Regions from separate parts of the Sus scrofa genome. Here region 2 is linked to region 1. A link is a contact called in public HiChIP or PLAC-seq data. All regions are on one chromosome and are shown on one strand. The core of a region is the stretch at or near the end of the contact, and the rest is flanking DNA. Distances in the headings are between cores, read along the strand shown. Region 1 has its middle 27 kb from the start of LRRFIP2. Region 2 overlaps LRRFIP2 (leucine-rich repeat flightless-interacting protein 2).

Region 1 (2,736 bases), core at 178-2,677:
GATCTGGTGTTGCTGTGGCTATGGCATAGGCTGGCAGCTGTGGCTCTGATTCAACCCTTAGCCTGGGAAATTCCATGTGCCACAGGTGCAGTCATTAAAAAAAAAAATCACATAATATAATAAAAATGGCAAAAATTATTCTAAAGGCAACAAGAGGAAAAACAAAGAGTTAATTACAAGGGAAACCCTCCTCCCCCCATAAGGCCATCAGCTAATATCTCTACAGAAATGCTGCAGGCCAGAGGGGAATAGCAAAATATATTCAAAGTCTTGAAACGGAAAAATCTTCAACCTAGACTTCTCCACACAGCAAGATTATCATTTAGGATAGGAGGAGAAATAAATAATTTCTCAGTCAAGCAAAAACTAAAAGAATACAGCAATGCTAAACCTATCCTAAAAGAAATAATGAAAGGTCTTCTCTAGATAGAAAAGAAGCAAGAAGATACGGGAAGGAGGAAATCATAATTGGAAAGTCAATCACTTAAATTAGCCAGTATACGGATCACAAACAAACAACAAACAAACCAAAAAACCTATCTGTGAAAGTATTGATAAACACAAGGAAGCGCAAAAGGATAAAGATGTAAAAGGGTCGTAAAGTTCATGAAGTGTGGGAAAGGAGAGGAAGAAAATGTATTATTATTTTTTTTTCAAAGTCTGAGGATGGAAAGGAACAATTAAAGAAACTTATGGAGTTAATACAATTTCTTTCTTTCTTTTTTTTTTTTGTCTTTTTGCCATTTCTTGGGCCGCTCCTGCAGCATATGGAGGTTCCCAGGCTAGGGGTCGAATCAGAGCTGTAGCCACCGGCCTACGCCAGAGCCACAGCAATGCGGGATCCGAGCCGCGTCTGCAACCTACACCACAGCTCACGGCAACGCCGGATCGTTAACCCACTGAGCAAGGGCAGGGATCGAACCCGCAACCTCGTGGTTCCTAGTCGGATTCGTTAACCACTGCACTACGACGGGAACTCTGAAAATGTATTATTTTTCCCCCCAGAATATGTTTAAGCCTGGATGACTATCGGTCTAAAGTAAGCAGATAAAGGAAGGGGTTAATAGACTTGAAAGGGCAAACACAAGTCAAAAACATAAAACAGATTCACAAAAACCAAAAAGAAGAGAACAAAAGCATAAAAGAAAAGGAAGACTTCAAACCACAAAAAGAAAAAGGAACAAAGATGAAACACAGAATCAACTGAAAAACAAGGTTTAAAATGGCAATAAATACATATGTATCAGAGTTCCCATCGTGGCACAGCAGAAATGAATCTGACTAGGAACCATGAGGTTGCCGGTTCAATCCCTGTCCTTGCTCAGTGGGTTAAGGATCCGGCATTGTGGTGAGCTGTGGTGTAGGTTGCAGACGAGGCTCGGATATGACGTTGCTGTGACTGTGGCATAGGCCAGTGCCTACAGCTCTGAATTGACCCCTAGCCTGAAAACCTCCAAATGCCATGGGTGTGGCTCTAAAAAGACCACAAAGAAAAAAAAAGAGAAAAAGAATGAAATGATGTCATTTGTAGCAACATGAATGCAACTAGAGATGATCACACTAAGTCACGAAGACAAATACCATACGATATAACTTATTTGTGGAATCTAAAATATGGTATAAATGAACCTATCTACAAAACAGAAATAGACTCACAGAGAGAACAGACTTGGGTTGCCAATGTGGAGGGGGGAAGGACAGGAATGGGGAGGGAATGTGGGGTTAGTAGACACAAACTATTACATTTAGAATGGATAGACAAGGTCCTACTCTATAGGACAGGGAACTATATCCAGTTTCTTGGGGTAGGCCATGATGGAAGATTATATAAGAAAGGAAATATTTTATGACTGAGTCACTTTGCTGTACAGCAGAAAATAATACAACATTGCAAGTCAACTATACTTTAAAAAAATCATGATACGGAAAAAAAAAAAAAAAAAAGAAACTGACGTCCAGAGTGGTTTTAAACTCCTTTATCTAAGGTCACTCCTTAGGGCTGAAGTCAGAACTAGAGAACTGGGTGGGTCATGTGAGAGATCCAAATTCTGGTGCAAATTCAAGTGAAAGCTGTGCACCTCATACAGGTTGCTCAGTATCATCTTTGAACCTAAGTTTCTCTCTCTCTCTCTCTCTCTCTCTCTCTCTCTCTCTCTCTTTTGCTTTTTAAGGCTGTACTTGCAGCATAGGGACCCAGGCTAGGGGTCAAATCGGAGCAGCAGCTGCCAGCCTACACCACAGCCATAGCAATGAGGGAACCGAGCGGCGTGTGCAACCTACACCACAGCTCATGGCAAAGCCAGATCCTTAACCCACTGAGTGGGGCCAAGGATTGAATCCACATCCTCATGGATACTAGTCGGGTTTGTAACCTGCTGAGCCATGACATGAACTCCTGATCCTAAATTTCTTAATTGTAAAAAAGATGGAATGAACTAGATCGGCATCTTCAAATCTTTGTGTTCACATAAAACTTACCTGATGTGATGATAATAAATGCCGAGTTTCAAGCTTTAAAAAAATGGCTACGAGCAGGCCTGAGGCCAGGGCTCAGGAGAGTCAGCCAAGGTCTAACAGAAAATTGAGTCTGAGAGAAGGAGACAGCCTGGTTCCCAGGTAGTTAAGGGGACAGTACTGTGTGATCAAGGCTGAAAACTCAAGAATACCAGCATAGCTCTGAGCCTTGAGTAGCTTGACAGGAGGTAGAAGATGTCTGAGATTAATTTAGGGAACATA
Region 2 (2,736 bases), core at 86-2,585, 140 kb before region 1:
TCCCCACAAGCTCCTCCCATGGCCGTGCACTCAGTTCTTTTGCCACAGCCACTCCCGCTCGCCTCGCCAGCATCCTCTGATCTATCAACATGCTCCATGGTTACACTTCTAGAATTCCATACGTTAGAGAACATGCCTTTAATTAGTTAAGTGTTTTGGTTGTCCCCCAACCCCACTCATGGTACATCCATTCCTCTAGGAAACCTACAAGTATATGAAAAAAGACTTGAAGAAGGAAAAAAAGATTGTTCTTTTTAATATAAAAGTGAGCTGATTATACACTATCTACCTGTACCATTCTTCTCTAGAACAGGATTCTTATTGGAGGCGAGGATGGGCATCTGGGTGATTTCCTGAAAGAGCTGTCAATAGTTCTCAAAGGGTTAAATGTAAGAGGCTTAGACCTTAAGAGGCTCAGAAGACCTGCTATGGAATAAAACTCCTCTGAGCTCTCCTTAGTCATCTGTTTCTGGCCTTAAGAAATGCAGTGGAAAAGAGCTACAGAATCCTGGGATAAGTAGAACAGAAAACCAGATGCTCCAGGAAGAACAAACTTAAAACATACTCCAGAAGTCACCTATCAGCCCACTGGTTCTCTTGGGTGGATGTGCTGGATTCTCTCTTTGCAGAAGGTTGTATATAAGTGAAAAAGCAGGAATTCCCACCATGGTGCAGTGGAAATGAATCCGACTAGGAACCATGAGGTTGCAGGTTTGATCCCTGGCCTCACTCAGTGGGTTAAGGATCCAGGGTTGCCGTGAGCTGTGGTGTAGGTCGCAGATGTGGCTTGGATCCCATGTTGCTGTGGCTGTGGCGTAGGCTGGCAGCTACAGCTCCGATTGGACCCCTTCCCTGGGAACCGTCATATGCTGCGGGTGCAGCCCTAAATGGACACAAAAGACCAAAAAAAAAAAAAAAGAAAGAAAAAGAGAAAGCAGTATGTTATATACACCCAGTGCTTCCAACCAGGGACCTTATAGTTACATTGACTGGCTGACAATGAACCAGATGTTGGTTTCCCAAGGCCAAAGACATCTGAAGACAGTCTGTCCACATTTCTTCCTGTTTGGGATGGAGATAAGGCTCAGACAGTCCAGGTTTGTTTTTGTTTTCCAAGAAAGGGTGTGAACAGGCTGCAAATCCAAGAGGATGACATTACTTCAAGTCTGCGCAGCAGCTGGGATCTCACCTAGTGGCCCTTCTCCTGCTGACTCTAGGACCTGAGCGGCTTCCTGAGACACGACAGTGATAGCTCCGACCACTGGCTCGTGGTGGACATCGCCATTGGGTGTGCCATCGGGGATGATGACTAAGCCATGTTTCTGTGGGGAAGAACAAACCATCATCACATAAGACGGCCCACAGGGAAGCAGCATGCAGCAGCGAGGTGACCCTGTCACGCATGGCATGTGCTTGCCACAGGCAGAACCTGGTCAGGACTAGCTACAGGGAATCTAGCCCTTATAGAGAGAGGACTTACACCCACCACATTTGGGCTGGAGAATGAGCACTGTGGTTGGTACTCAGGCTAGAAAGCTGACAGGATGGGAGGGAGGAAGGAAGAACAAAGCAGTGAGGGCCTGGCCTCGGGTGAGGCGAACGTACCTCTCCCGTCTTCGCTGCCTCCTTCAGGCCGGCCAGCTCCTCTCTGAGCGTATCCCGCTCATTCCTGAGGCAGCCAATGTATTCTTTCTGTTTCTCTAGGGCCTGGTTTAGACAGGGTAGCAAGAGAAAGAATGACAGAAAAAGAGCAAGTGAAAGGGAGCAGAGAAGTACCTGATTTAAATGTAAAAAGATAAGGGCATAAAAGACGAAGAGTTAAAAGCTTGGAAGCAAGCGGTTAGATATGGGAGGAAATACGAAGTTATATGGATATCTAACTCCAGAAGAGAGTTTTAATAGAAACTGGTTAATCGTGCATAAATTTGGCAAAACATGCTTATCATATCAGGCAAGAAAACAAATCTTTCTTTTCCAGTCAATGAAAGAAAAAAAAAAGAAAAAGAAAAAGAAGATGAAGACAGCAGTAATATTAAAATAAAAATCTTCCTTACTAACCTCCTAAGCATGCTTTATTTGGTAGACCAAAAAACCCCACATTTCATGTTAAACTAGTTTATTCAAGAATATTACTTGTTTTTTAAAAAAATAAAAATTGGCCCTAGAAGAAAACCAGTATACATAGATATATATACACAAAGTATTTTAATTAAATGTTAGCTGTAGTAATTGTTCTCTAAGTAGTACGGTAAAATATTCCTAAAATACCACATAATTAAAAACAGCTAACCCCCCTTCCAATTCTCAAGGATCTGTTTTTGTTAATTTAATTAAATGCAACTCAGGGTGATCTGATTTTCTGATACAACCTTTAAAATGTGAAAAACAAAAATAATGACCAAACAAACACAGCCCACCTATGGAAGACAGCAGAACATGGGTTTTGGAATCAGGCTTCCGAGTCCTGACACCTATTAACTTACCTAGGCCTCAGTTTCCTCACAAAAACAGAAGGGATAATAACAGGGCACAGGCTGAAAGGAGTGCTTATCAGAAAGCACTGCTCGCGGAGTGTTAACACACAAGAAGGCTCAGAAAAAGCCATTTGTACACTCCCTGCCATTGCCTAGATCTCAACTGACAGGGCTCAGGACAGCAGTGCAGAGGCAGGAACTCACATCTGGCTAGTGCTGACAAACTGTTACTCTGGAATAAAATACCCTGGACTTCAAAACC

The links. HiChIP or PLAC-seq counts read pairs in DNA pulled down with a chosen protein or histone mark.
Region 2: an H3K27ac HiChIP or PLAC-seq map of alveolar macrophages shows a contact between it and region 1. The contact joins two enhancer-like sites. A contact is called at or near these places in 3 of 47 Hi-C or Micro-C datasets (embryonic fibroblasts, liver and skeletal muscle) and 1 of 2 datasets of contacts at active chromatin or transcription factors (alveolar macrophages).

What each region holds. Positions count from the first base shown.
Region 1 is chr13:21,638,607-21,641,342 of Sscrofa11.1, reverse strand. It overlaps LOC100737115. Among named protein-coding and RNA genes, the nearest start is that of LRRFIP2, 27 kb to the left of the region's middle. Within about 2 kb of position 1,427, at least 1 of the 83 cell types and tissues checked has an H3K27ac peak or open chromatin away from gene starts, as enhancers often do. A contact at or near this core is called in alveolar macrophages, where this site is marked.
Region 2 is chr13:21,777,765-21,780,500 of Sscrofa11.1, reverse strand. LRRFIP2 (leucine-rich repeat flightless-interacting protein 2) reads right to left here. Exons shown (of 29, transcript XM_021071626.1): 23 at 1,606-1,707; 24 at 1,190-1,322. Among named protein-coding and RNA genes, the nearest start is that of MLH1, 99 kb to the left of the region's middle. Within about 2 kb of position 1,335, at least 3 of the 83 cell types and tissues checked have an H3K27ac peak or open chromatin away from gene starts, as enhancers often do. A contact at or near this core is called in alveolar macrophages, where this site is marked.